2 separate regions of the Monodelphis domestica genome follow, and region 2 is linked to region 1. Evidence: chromatin contacts called from public Hi-C data. All regions are on one chromosome and are shown on one strand. The core of a region is the stretch at or near the end of the contact, and the rest is flanking DNA. Distances in the headings are between cores, read along the strand shown. Region 1 holds the start of ARID1A (AT-rich interaction domain 1A). Region 2 overlaps LOC103101468 (a long non-coding RNA gene).

Region 1 (7,042 bases), core at 2,630-5,129:
TAGGGACAAGAGTTATTTAATAAATAAGACCCAGCTCCTTCTCCTCACCCCCTACACATTATTTTCAGTCTATCAAGGAAGGACATGACATGTAGGTACTATACAAAATAGAATATAAAAAATATCAAAGTACTAATTCAGAGAGGAGAAGAAAAGCAAAGACCAAAGATCAGTTCTGGGGATGGAGGTAAGAAGGGTAGAAAGAGAGAAGAGATCAGGGAAAAGCTCCATCAAGGAGCTGAGGGTATCTGAACTGGGCTTTGGAAGTTGGAGGATAAATAGGCAAAACTAAAGTCTTTTTCTGCCCTAAGAATGGATATTAGCTCTGCCCTATCAGCTCCATAGGGGAAAGACTTCCCCTCTCAAGGAGGTCAAGCCTGCCACCAATACTCTCTTAAATCAGTCATTTGAACTTCAATTCAAACAAAAGAAAGTATTAAGAAGACTCAATATATAAAGAATTAGGGCTGGTTTCCTTAAAAAGAGGATTCATTAGAACTAAATTTCAGAATCTCCCCAGTTAGAAAGCTCCCACCTCCTTCAAGTCCCTTTCCCTCCTTCTCCTTATTTTCCCTGGAAAGACCCAATGTTCAAAACATTATTATTATATAAACTATTAAAGGCCCAGATAAGTAATTTCAATTCTGCAAAGCTCAAGGGCTCAAAATTACTAGAGACAAATGCATCCTCAGAACTCTCAAAGAAATCATGTATACCAATGAGAAAGTCACATACCCCAAACAAACAGCAAACCCATTGTAGAGAGAAACCCAGCTCCTGTTCTGACAACACAGAATCTATTTCAGGCTGCATAAACCATAACAAGCAAAATAAATCCAAGGTACAAGCAAAAAGCTGCTGCCTCCTCTTTTGTTTCGGGCACAATGCAACAAGGGCAGCCTGTCTGGGGCTCTGCTCCTGCTGATACAGGATTTGATGCTGAACCTCCTCAAGGTCACAGCCAATTTCAGTTCTGGAATAAAAGGCAGATAGTGGCAGTGATGGTTTGGGTTATCACTGGCAGAAAAGCAGAGTGTAAAAGTTTATGAGCTCATCAGGATTGTTGTACCATTACATCAGAGGCAATTATAAATGGCCAAGAGCAGGAGATGGGGAGCCAATCAGATCACAGATAGGATGTCAACCTAAGACCAACTGTCTCCTGGCTTTGACAGAAGGATTTTACCTCCATAATTCAAATCCCAAACCAAAGCAATCTGCACTCACTACTCCAATCACTCAGCTGTTTACCAGCGCTTCCAGGGAGAAGCCCAGGCCACTGGGCCAGCAGAGACCAAGAAAGGATGATGGCCGGGGCTACCTGGACACGCTGCAGCCTCACTCTAGCAGACCAAACGAGGCCCTTTCCCTCCCTCCAAGGACCTGGGGGGAAAGGGGGCCCCCCTGGGCCCAAGATCAATAGGGGGAAGGGGCTGCCTCGAGCTGACCCCCACTCGGAGGGTGGTGAAAAGGGGAGCTCCCCTGGAGGCTCCACAGAGACTACTAGGGGCTACACCCCAAACCCCAACAGAAGCACACGATGCCCCCCTGACCCTGGGCCAGGCCCGTCCCCTTCTCTCTCCCCCAAGCCCTCCCAAAAGCCCGCATCTCTAGCCCCAAAGGCAGGGGCGGCAGAGGGTGGGAGAAAGCCCCCGAGACGGCTCTCTGGGAAGCCCTACACAAAGGCTGAGGAGCCCAGGCGAGGAAGGCAGCAAGGCAGCCATTTTAGGAGAGAAGAGTGAGACAATGGCAGCTCCCCAGCCGGGTGGGCCTGGGCGGGCCGGGGGCCCCGGCGCTCCCTCTGCCCCCCGCCCCGGCTGGTGGCTCCCTCGTCCCCCACCCCGGCTGCCTCCCCCTCGGAGCGCTCCCTTTACCTGCGGGGTCCGGGTGAGCGGCTGCCCGGCGCCGCCGCTGCTGCTCCCGGGGCTCATGGGCGCGTGGTGACTCCTTTGTTGGCCGGCTCCCGAGGCGGCCGACCCCCAGGCCTGGCCGCTGCCCGCATATTGCGAGGCTAAGTCCGCGGGGCCCTTGGTGGCGCCCCCGTCCTGGGGCCCGCCCCCGCCGTAGTCGCTGCCGGGGTAGCCCGGATAGCCCCGGGCCGAGCTGGGCGACGTGAGCAGCTGGTTGAGGGTGGGGGTGGCTGTGGGCTGCGGAGTGCCCCCGCCGGTAGCCGCGGGGCCTCCTCCGCCCATGGCCCCGAAGCGCTGCGGAGGGAAAGACGCGGCGGCGGCGGCGGCGGCAGCTGCGGCCGAGGCCGAAGCGCTGGACGCGGGGGGCGGCTTGGAGCCGGCGGCGGCCGAGGCCGGGCCCGGGGCGCCGCCTCTCGGGGAGCCCAGCGCGTAGGCCTGGGGAGGCGGCGGGTAGGCGCTGCGGTTGGGGTAGTAGGAGTTGTACTGGTGGTTGGGAAAGCCGTGGTCTCCGTGCGAGTTCTGAGGGGGCCCCGCGTAGGGCTCCAGGCCGCCACCGCCGCCTCCGCCGCCGCTCTGCAGCGCTGCCAGGCCAGGGCTTTGTTGTCCGCCATGTTGGTGGAAGACAGCGGCGGCCACGGCGGCGGCGGCGGCCACGGCCGACGGGCTCCGGCCGTACGGCTGCCCGAAGCCGTAGGCAGGGGGCGGCAGGGCGGCCGCAGTGGCGGCCGAGTGAGGAGGCGGCGGCGGCGGCGCCCCCACCCCGTCGCTGCTGCTGCTGCCGCCGCCGCCGCCGCCGCCACCGCCGCCGGGCGGCTCCGAGAGGTTATTGTTCAGGGCGGGCCTGGGCCCTGCGTTCCCGTTGGAGTTCTTGAGGTCCGGCTCCGCGCCGGCTCCGCCGCCGCCGCCCCCGTTGCTCTCGGCCCCGTCCTGGAGCTCCTTGCCGAGCGACGGCGGCGGCCCCCCAGCGGGGCCCTCGCTTTCCGGGCCGCCGGCCGCTGCCTTCATCTCCCCGCGTTGCTGCTCCGCCGCCGCCGCCGCCTCGCCCCCCGCCTCCTCTCGCTGCTGCTGCTGCTCCGCTTTCTTCAGCTCCGAGGGCGGCGGCGGCGGGTTGCCCAGGCTGCTGGCGGTGGCGGGGGCGACCTGCGCGGCCATGATCCCCGCTGTCTCCTCCGCCGCCGAGCGCCCCGACCCGGGCCTGTCTCCTCCTGCTGCTCCCCCCCACCCCGGGGCCGAGTCCCCCGGGCTCCCCTCCCCACCCGCCGGGCGGGCCTCGGCTGCTGGCGCGGCTCGGGCTCTCACTCGGGCTCTCGCTCGCTCAGCTCCTCTCTCTCCCCCCCGCCCCGCCGGCTCAGGCTCCGGGCTGGCGGCGGCGGCGGCGGAGGAGGAGGAGGAGGAGGCGGCGGCGGCCGAGGGGGCGCCGGCGGCTCAGCTGCTCCTGGCTCTGGGGGCTCGGTGCCCGGGTCCCCCGGCTCATTCCCCCAAGCCCTGGCCTGGGAATGAGGGGGGCGGTGGAGGCTCCGCTCCCCAGGGCCTGGCCCCGCTGTGACTCTCCGCTTTCTGCTGCCGGAGAAAGGAGGAGGGAGGGGGAGGGGGATCGGGGAGAGGGGAGGGAGGGAGGGAGCAGGGGGGGAGGGGGACCCGGGACAGGCGGGAGGCGGCAGCAGCGGCGGCGGCAGCCGGGGCGCCGTGCGGGCAGCGGACTAGGGAGGGGTGGGCCGGGCCGCTGCCCCTGCCTCCGGGGCGGCTGCTCGGGGCCGGGGCTGCTGCGGGGCGGGCGGACGGCCGGACTGAGCGGCTGGAGCTCCCCCACTCTCCTCCGAGTCCCCCTCACTCCGACACGAGGCTCAGCACTGCCATTTTACCCAGCGCCGCCGCGGCCTCCTGGCAAACTCGGAGTGGAGTACAGGCCTAGGAACGAACTCTCCTCCGGGCCCCTCACAAAGGAGGAGGGAGGCGAGAGGCGGCAGCAGTAGCAGCGGCGGCACCAGGCCCCGGGCCCCTTCCCCGCACTCAGCAGCGCCGCCACCGACGGCGCCGGGGAAAACCCGGAACGGAGCTGTTCCTCCTCCGGAGCCCGCCCCGCCTCCTTCTTCTCTCCTCTTCACGTCTCCTCCTCCCCTCCCCTCCCCGGCCGCACCGAGGGGAGCAGGCAGCGTGAACTTTACCCGCCGAGGCCAAACTGGCCCGGGCCCCCCGGCTTTCCTGACTGCAGTTAGTCCGCGGCTCCCGGGCCCCCGGGACCGACTCCGAGCAGCCGCCTGGCCCCTCCGGAGCACTTTTCTTTTTCCTTTCCCTTCACAAACCCGAAAGAAAGCCCCAGCTTAGTGAGCCGTGCCGGGAGTTTCCCCCTTTGGAGGAGAGAGATCATTGTTCAGCTGGCAGATACTTTCCATTTTGCCGATTTCCCTAGCTCTTTAGCCTTCCGACAAGGCCCCGGGGGCATGGGGGCCAGATTATCCCCATTTTACGGAATTGAAAGGCCAGAGGGGAATGGATCCCCCCCAGGTCACTCAAAGTCAGGGCTGGGAAGACCGCATTAATAAAAAAATAAAATACTGGGCCCCAGGGCTGGGGCTCCAGGGCCAGGCTTGCTTAGCCTTTAGGTAAAAAAAATGTCTGTCAATTTATGGACAAACAGAACAATAGGATCAAAATGAGTTTCGGATCAAAGCGAAAGGCCTGATACTGACCTAAAATGGTTAGCACCAGGACAGCTTTGGTGGCCACTAGGGACTCTAGGGGTAATAAGGACCTGGAGCCTCATTCCTGCCTCTCTAGACAATTGTGTCCCCAATTCCCCCCTCTCAAAAGGCAAGGACTATGCGACTAAAAATGTTGGACCAGCAGTTTCTATGCTAGAAAGGACCTGAGAGTTGTAAACCTTCATCTAGGATAAAGGGGAACAGGAACCTTTTTCTGCAAACTTGGAAGAATTGTACTGAGCAACCTAGAACCCACCTGATCCAATGCAATCAGTATTTCAGGCTGCCAGGACAATGAATGCTGCTAGACTTGAACCTCCAATTCCACATTGCAAAGACTTTCAATTGCACAATGAAAAAGAATTGAGAACCCCAAACCTGGCATTCCCTGGCCCAACTAACAAATCTAGAGTGAACCAGCCACAGAGAAATATACTTTGATTCTGCTCTTATACTTGATCCTCTATGTGTGAAACTGGCCCATCTAACCCAGAGCAGCTTCTCTGTCTTGGAATGTTCTTTGAAGGAGGCCTCATTGTTTTGCTCTGTCCTGACAGGCTATGAAAACCAGAGAGGATTCCAGCACACCAACAGCACTGGAATCTGCCTTTTGAGAGACCTTGTCTAGTGTCACCAGACACCCTAGGCCCCTCTTCCATACCCAGGTTTTATAAAAGAAGAAGCTCACGGACTACAGGGTTTTATAGGCTCCTAGAAGAATTCATCAGCAGAGCTCATTTTTAAAAGATTCTTTGTTAGACTTTCTGCTCCTCATGATATAAACACTGTTGCTTTGCAATTACATCTTTATCAGGTCAAATTTAGGGAACAAAAAGTGATTCCAACCTAGAAATGAGACTTGTAAAATTGTATGCTTCCTGGGGTCAGGGCATATGTCTTAGGGAGGCAGCATTGAACACTGGAAAAACACTAACTCTGGAGTCACTGGACCTGAGTTCAGATGTAAACTCTGATTATTCACATGCTTTGTGACCCTAGGTACATCACAACTTGCTCAGGCTTTGGATTCCTGATCTATAAAATGAAGGGGTTAGACTCTGACCTCTGAGGTTCCTCCTAGTTTTACACCTATGATCCTTATCCCACTGAACATCCCTACCAGGGTCTAGTATTCTCCTATATTGGCAAGAGAGCTGTATATAGGTTAGCCAACATTGAGCCTGTCTTTGGGAAAGGGAAGGAATCTGGGAGAGCTCTAAATCTCATATTTGTACTTTCCAACAAAAAAGCACTGAAAACTTTAGTTGGACACTAAAACCAACTGATGTGGCACCTGTCTAAATAATGGAGGCCTTGATGTCCTTCAACAGAAAAAGGCTTCTTCTCCACTCCCACCTTCTCTTTTTGCTATCAACTCTCCAACTACATTATGACATATCTGAAGCACCTAGGCCACCTGAAACCCTAGCAGGGTAATCTCTACCATTTCAGAGATAGTTCTAGAGCTAAAAAAAAAAATGGGGGGGGAGGAGTGACATTTAAGAGCTAAAGTATCCCTTTACTTTTTATTTGTCCCAACTTCTGCTGGTCCCCAGGGATCTTGGCCAATTAATTCCCTGGTGACTACAGTGAATTATAAAAATCAAAACAGTCTAGACTATCCTTCACAAAGGAGATTAGAAGAATTCTAATACTCTGATGAATCTAAGAGTGACAAATGAGGCTTAAGCCCTCGGTTCAAAGAAACCTCTGGCATTTATTATATTTTTATTTACTTTTTTAAAAATCCTAAGCAACCAAATGGCCTCCAAAACAGATTTGGAAAACTGACTGGAGTGGGCCAGTGCCCTCATTTCACTTGGAGTCCTCAGGGGCTACAAATCTCTTGATGCATGAGGTCCTAGAAACCAAATTACAGGCTGCCTCATAAAGGGAGCTTGGCTATTTAATCAAGTGCCTCAAAGCTGGCAAACAGTCCAGAGTCCTGCACACAAATGAGGAATTTTTACATGCAATTACCCTGCTGTTTTCTTTACAGAGAGCTGTGGTATAAGGAGAAATCTGGAACTGAATGAGAATCTGGAACCCAGAAAGGATTTTCTTCCAAATTAGGCCCTCCCCATTTGCCTAGTGGCTGTGAAATACAGCACTAGCTCCAACATACTTCTTTCCACATCGATCCTGCACGTGTGGGTGCTCTGTATTAAAAACAACCACCATTTTACCCAGTGAGGAGACAGGCGGCAGAGAAAGTCCATTCAGCTGGGTTAGCAGATGACAAATCAAGTTTTTTTTCCCCTCCCACATTTCATCCCAAAGGGTTTGGGGGGTAGTGGGGATGGAAAGCCTCCACCTTGAACTGCCTTCCCCTCAGCCCAGCACCCACCAACCCAGAAAGGCATGCCAGAGACTTGAGGCAACTTTCTTTGTAACTGGTCCAGCCGCCCTCACTAGGGGCAATGGCAGCTG
Region 2 (7,042 bases), core at 2,165-4,664, 120 kb after region 1:
ACTGGGCAGGGAACTACAAGGTCCTTTTGAAACATGCTTCTTGTTCCTCAGGATGCATTGATGCTAAGTTGGTTGCAATATCCAGCTTGGGCTCCAATTCCTAAATTTGTATGAGTTATTCCCCCAGACTTTCAAAACTCTTAACACCAGAGATTCTACTTCCTTCACTGAATGCCTTGGGTGAAAGAGTCACCATGATACCCAAGAAGTGAAAAGGCAAAATGATTGTGATGGGACTTCCTGAAGATGTTGATAGTTGTAAATATGATTTTGATAGTTGTAAATATGTAGTAGATGGGGGGGGGGGAGAAGCTCTTCAAGTACGGAGTCAACCAGAACTAGTTATGGGAATGTGGGCACCTTTTCCACAGTCTCTCCAAGGCTCATGTTCTTCTCCCTTGCTATTCATTAGAATTCTCTCAGAAGCAGGCTCCCCAGGTTCTTTGGGTGGAGATTCTGAACATGCATTAGGAACCCCTTTTCAATATTTACTATAGTCATTTCCTTCACATTTTATAGTTTTATATTTCAATATTGGTTCTCCATGCTCTCTTTCTTTCCCCTTCTCCATAGCACTAATATCCTGTTTTTTTCCATTTAGAATAGCTGTTCTTTCTACTTTCCTCTCAACTTTCCCTTGATACCAAGTATCTGGATGCCTGTGAGCCAAAATGAATTCCATTTTTAAACTATTAAGATACCACATTCATTTAAATGACCTGAAAATAATGTTCATTTTTATGAGAAAAAAGGTCTGACCATCCCTGCCAGATCTTTTTGTACACCTTCAGATCCCCTCTGCCGCCATCCACAATGCAGGAGCCATTGTACCTTTCCAGATTTCTCTTCTATTATTTCCTTCAACAAACTCCAATCAAAATGTGTTCTTAACATGTCTTTCTTATCTCTATGCCTTTTAGGGGCTATTGCTTATGCTTTACAAGGTTCTTCTATGTCCATTTTATCTTCTGACTTCCTAAATCCCACTGAAATTCTTCCTTCATGAAGCCTTCCCTGATTCTCTCCCCCAATCCCACCCCATCAGTTACCATAACAGCCTGGGACAGGAAGGGGTAATGCTTACACAATACACAGTTTGGTACCTCTAAAACATTTATCTAGTAATATTACTTCTTGAGGAAAGGGGTCATAGAGGTAATCTAATTTAATCCACAAGGCAGCTAGGTAGTGCAGTAGAGAATATGCTAAAGTCTGAAGTTAGGAAGACTTCACTTTGTAAATTCAAATCCAATCTCAGACACTAGTCATGTGCCCCTGGACAAGTCATTTAACCTTATTTGCCTCAGCTTCTTCATCTGTAAAGTGAGCTAGAGTTAAAAATGGCAAACCTCTCCAGTATATTTTCTTTGGCAAGAAAACCCAAAATGGGGTTCCAAAGGGTCTGATATGACTGAAATGACTGAACAACAATCTAATTCACTCATTTTTACAATTGAGAAAAGAACTGTATTTCCTATTGTCAATGCATCCTTAGCTCTAGCAATGACTTTTGCACATAGTAGGTCATTATAATAAAAGCTTGATAAAAACTGTTTTTGTATCTTAATTGTCAAACACCAAGAAGACAAGGCTCATGTTTTATCTGACTTTGTATTTCCCAGGTACTGGCATAGATCTCTGTACCTAGTTAAGTGCATAAATATTGAATTTCTGGGTGTATATAGTAGGTGCTCAAGCTTTTTTTTTTGTAATTAGAAAATGTGAAGGTGTAAAACCTCTGGTTCATTTAACAAAAGGTTATATATATGAGAGACACTTTGAGAAGACACAGTGGATAGTCAGCTACTAGAAGTCACCTGGGTTCAAATCTTTCATTTAACACACATTGGCTATGTGACCCTTTGCAAGTATTTAAATTGGAGAGACATTGGTATAGGGAATTTCCTCACTTTGGAATTCCCCAAATTGAAATTGTTCAGTCCCTATCCCTATTATTATAACAAAAACTGTATTGCTTCTTTGTGGTACTCTTCCTTAGATTTAAGGGAAATCGGCCCATCAAACCATATGAGGATACTTTCAGTAAAGAACTATAATATTTAAAAGCTTTACAAACGAATCTCAGGTTTAAATTTTCTATACTTGGAATAAATTACCTAGAATTAAAGAGTACCCAATATTGATACAATTACACAAATTTGCTGCATCACACATGTGATACTGTATCTACCTTCAGTTACAGTTTACAAGTTTGTGGTATATAAAAAAGGGAACAGCCGGCCTCCTCCTTCAAGATTCTCTCGCTTCACATCCCTTGCAAGCCTCTCATTAACTTGTACATGACTTTAATCAATGCTGAAGCACACCAAAAGAACTGTGCTTCCAGACTGAGCCATAGCTTTGGGGAGGGAAACTAATTCAGGAAAATAATACCTCCCAGATTAACAAAAGATCTCTTGTACTTAAAATGGGGTGTGTGGGGAGGGGGGGTCCTTCTAATTTTTAAAAATAAGAATCAAATTCCCATAAAAATCATTAAAAAAAATCTAAACACTATTTGGAGGAGTTTAACAGAGAATTTGTATTTCAAGAGTCTAAGGGAGAAAAGAAAAAGGAAGTCTGTGAAACAGAAAACATGACACACATGGAAAAACAAACGACCTCATATTGAACAAACAAAATGCATCACCTTCAACACACCATGCCAGCTAAGATTAAGACTTGGCCTATCTTCTGACATAGCAATTTCCTTTCAGGGTTGACTTGGGCTGAACCCTCCAATGGCCTTTTCTGAGTGGGCTGGCTCACTGGTTTAGTCATGGAGTCAGAGGACTTATAGCTGGAAGAGATCTGAAAAGGGTCCTCTAGGGCAACCTTTGGATTTAGCAAATGAAGAAATTAAGACCCAAAGGATAAGGGGCGTCCCCAAGGTCACACAGGTAGGGCTACAGCGACAAGAGGCATCATTAGTCACCTGGTCCAAGAAGGCCCTAGGAATCTGGGAAACCTGGGGTATAAAGATAAGGTGGGGTCCAACTGCCCCAAGGTCTCCCAGGCTGAGAGTGGCTGGGGAACTGAAACCCAGGGCTTCCCTTCCAACATCTCATCCCCTTTCCACTAAGTACCTAAGAGAGGGGGATGAATTATTTTAAATAAAGAGGCTGGATTGTAGAGCTGTTTATCCCTAGGAACCAGGGTCTGCTTGGAAGGCACCAAGAAGCCTCAGTTTCCTCTTCTGGAAAATGGGCAGGTATGGGGAGCCTCCCCCTCCCCCCTCTGGAGAAGGGCTGAGGGAGGTTTCAAGACTAGGGCTTCGGGAGAGCCGAGAGGGTGGCCTGTCTAAAGAGGCTCGGCCCGAGCGGGAGGAGAAAGGCAAGGCAAGGCAAGGCAAGGCAAGGCAAGGCAAGGCAAGGCAAGGCAAGGCAAGGCAAGGCGGGGCGGGGCGGAGCCGAGCCGGGGTGAAGGGGTTAGAGAACAGGCGGGCGAGGAGAGGCCTGGGACCAGCCGAGCGGGCTCTGCCCCAGCCCGGGGGAGGGAAGGGTTGGGCGGGGCGGGGCCGCCGCGCTGGGGGTAGGGCAGGCTCGGAGGTGACGGTTGAAAGAACGTTGGAACTGGGGGAAGGGAGGAGGGGGAGGGGAACGCGCTCAGGAAGGGGCGGGAAACCCGCGAGAGCTCGATCCCGAGCAACGCCCGGAGGAGCCGGCGCGCGAGCTATCGAGCGCGCGGGCGGGCGGGCTGAGCCTAGGGCTGAGCGGACTCTAGGAGGGGAAAGAGCAGGAGGAGCCAGGTCGGCCCGCCCCTCCTCGCTTCGCCCCGCCCCCTCCAGACGGAGGAGGTGCCTGAGGCAGCTCACCACCGGGTTCCTCCGCGAATTGTTGGGGCGGGGATGGGGAGGACTTCTAGGTAAAACCAGTCTCCCCCGTGGCTTTTCTTTCCCCCTACGGTCTTCCCACCTAGAGGAATTGGGGAAATGGGTGTGGGAGGAGGGAGTTCCCTGGGTAAGTAGTAGGGAAAGAATCCGCTCCGGGTTTTCCCGCCCACTTTAAACTCTAAATTCTCCTCGAACGTACTCGGACTCTTCCGCCACCTCCGCCGGGACTTGTTCCGCTTCCCCCATGCCTCACTTCCTTTGAGAGAAAGATGTGGCGGGGAGGACCACTACAGCCCCATCCTCCCAAGTACGGTCTATTCTTCCGCACCCCCGCACCTGGGGACAAACCCCGGTGTCCATGCTCGGGAGCGCACCTCTCTCCTCTCTCAGTGCGGACTGGAGGGACTACTTGACGCGCAGCACGCCGCGTGCGTGCGCTCGGGAGAGTGAGCTCAGAGACCTTCCTGGAAACTCCCGCCTCCTGAAGTCGGGGGAGCGGGGCCGGGAAGGGCGGTTCGGCTCAGCTTCCCCTGCCCCTGCGCGGCAGATCACCCCCCCCTCCCCGCCTAGCCTTCCCGCCCCCGCCTCGCTCCACGCTCTCTGCGAGCGGGAACAACAGGCTCCTACTGCTGCCCCCTGCTGGTAGACTCGGCGCGCCCCGCCCTGGGAGCCTGGCTCGCCCCGCTGCCGCCGTGCGAGGGTCCTCGTGCGCCTCCGCGGCGACGCTGCGTGGCTCCCGCCTCAGGGGAGGAGGGCTAGGCGCCGAACCGTGGGTTTTTAACGTTTGGGAGCAACCCCTGAAGTTACCGATTTCCTGTAAGAAAACCCCAAAAGTTGCGTCAGAGGAGCCCCGCGGGGCCAACGTGCTACCCGGCGGGGGTGGGGTGTCACGCTCTCAGGCCGTGGCTAAGCCCCTCCCCGCCTCACTTAGTACGGTGACCTTCCCCTCGCTCTAAACAACAGGAAGTGGGGCTGGGGGACGTTCGGCCGATGCTACCCTTTCCCGGGGAGGGAAGCGCCCGCGCGGACACTGGGTCGTCTGGGTCGGGCCGGTGCGCTCGGCGCCTCCCGGGCCCACGTGGTCCCAAGGCTTCCAAGAACTTTTCTGGAAGAGTTGTGCCTGCACCCCCACGGGCGCCGCAGGCCAGGGCTCTGGAGGGCGGGCGGGGAAGAACCGTGTTACAACATCGAGCCACGTTTTCTCGATTTCGGAACGCTTGAGATCCAGGCTGGAACCTCGTGTGCCAAATGTTCCGGGCAGCCAGGGCTCTGGCTGCCAGATCACCAATTTCTCCGAATGAGGGGTGTTCGAACAAATTGCTGCCAGGCCTCATAAACAGGCACTAACAGCTCTACCCTAATTAGACCTTATTATGTTCCTCATTTGATCCAGTGCAGGATGAAATCCCCAAGCCGGGTGTCACTAGTTATCTTTTCTCTGGAACAGAACACAAGGGCGTTTTATGCGAAATCTGCCTGTTTGCCATGCTTGTCTGCCCCCTCTTCTTAGCTCTATCCAGTTTAGTTTCCGTTTCTTCCTAAACACAAGCAGATATAGGCCATTTCCCCATACTGTTTTAGGGGAAAAAACGAAATTCATCAATGCTGTACCAAAAATCATTTCTACACAGGGATAACTTATCTGAAGAAAAAAGGTTTTGACCAAGAAAGTTGAGTTTTATTTAGCTTAAGGTACTGAGGGTTTCAGTATGGTTTGCTGAACATAGTTAAGTCGGCCTAATTACTTTCTTTGTTCGGAGCCACATTGCATTTATTTAATGTTATATTGTTTAACATTTGAAATTAACCAGATGAGCCAAACTCTTTTCAGGTGTAGACCATAACCTCTGATAAATTTTGTCCATTTTTGTGCCATCTCGATATTTTAACTGAGGAAAACCTAGAAGTAGTTTCTTTGTTCACCTTTTTTTTTTAAACCACACCCAGCGATTTGAATGCACAGTTGTAGATATAGATTGAGAGCACAAACGATTTGATTCTATCAGTAAATATAACTAGAATTAAAGGAGCCAAATTCAGATGGCTGTCAAAAAAGGAATTGTTCAATAGGGAGAAAACAAAAGGTGGTTATGCTTCATCTCATCCATGAACCGTTTCTCATTTACCTAACCTTTACTCTTTCCACTTAAGTAACTGTTTTACTCTGTTCCTCATTTGCTCCACAGTTAGAATCATGAACACACAAATCATTCTTAAGTTTCCTTAATGTCTTTATTAGCCTTTCTGAATCCTGTTTCCTCATCTTTAAAATCAGAATAAGGTGACGTGTGCTGAAGATGTCAAATTGAATCATGTGAATTTGTAATAATTATATATGGTGACTGTCTACCTTGAAATCCCTATTTTTAAAATTAAGTTTTATAAAAATCTAGAATTTTGTATTACTTTTTTGGGGTAATACAGATTACCACTTGAGGTTTTCTTGGCAAAGATACTGGAGTAGGAGTACTTCTCCAGCTCATTTTACAGATGAGGAAACTGAGGCAAACAGGGTCAATTGACACAGCTAGTAAAGTAATAGAGATTAAATTTGAACTCAAGATGAGTCTTCCTGACTCTAGGCCAGGCACACTCTCTACTATACCACCTAACTGTCCCTATTTAAGTGACCTTTTTAGTACCTTAGACAACCCTCTCAAACTGTCAGTTTACCAAGCTGTAAGTCCTTATGGGTGGAGAAATTTATCACTCCTGGAGTATGACATTACTGGTCAGGCCCTCATATCAAAGACATTGCTAGAGATTTTGTGTGTCCTCTGAGCACTACAAACTACTTGGTAAAGCACCCTTATTTGAGAGGTTAATGCATACAGGATACCTCTCTGAGTTCAGGAGATAAAGACCTTAGAAATAGGGAGTGAAGCTACTGCACAAGATAGGAGAGTTCATATATCCAAAGGGCACATACAACTGTCATAACCTTTGAGCCAGTAATACCACTTCTAGGTCTGGGTCCCAAAGAGATCATAAAAATGGGAAAAGGACCTGTTCCTACAAAAATATTTATAGCAAGGATAAACTGTGGGAATAAAAACACCGATGAAAAGCAACTGCTTGACTACAGGGTTGGAGGGGATAAGACTGAGGAGAGACTCTAAATGAACACTATAATGCAAATACCAACAACATGGAAATGGGTTCGAGTCAAGACACATGTGATAACCAGTGGAATCATGCGTCGGCTATGGG

Evidence for each region. Hi-C and Micro-C count contacts between places; a contact is called where the count stands out from the background.
Region 2: a contact with region 1 is called in a Hi-C map of limb, with 4 times the contacts expected there. The contact joins the enhancer-like site here to the promoter of ARID1A in region 1. A contact is called at or near these places in 2 of 2 Hi-C or Micro-C datasets (limb and spleen and liver).

The regions. Positions count from the first base shown.
Region 1 is chr4:379,495,855-379,502,896 of mMonDom1.pri, forward strand. It overlaps ARID1A (AT-rich interaction domain 1A), which reads right to left and starts at 3,880. Exons shown (of 20, transcript XM_007491373.3): 1 at 1,875-3,880. The coding sequence starts at 3,062.
Region 2 is chr4:379,613,302-379,620,343 of mMonDom1.pri, forward strand. The region is part of intron 1 of LOC103101468 (a long non-coding RNA gene); the gene reads right to left. Among named protein-coding and RNA genes, the nearest start is that of ARID1A, 120 kb to the left of the region's middle. Within about 2 kb of position 3,415, at least 2 of the 2 cell types and tissues checked have open chromatin away from gene starts, as enhancers often do. A contact at or near this core is called in limb, where this site is marked.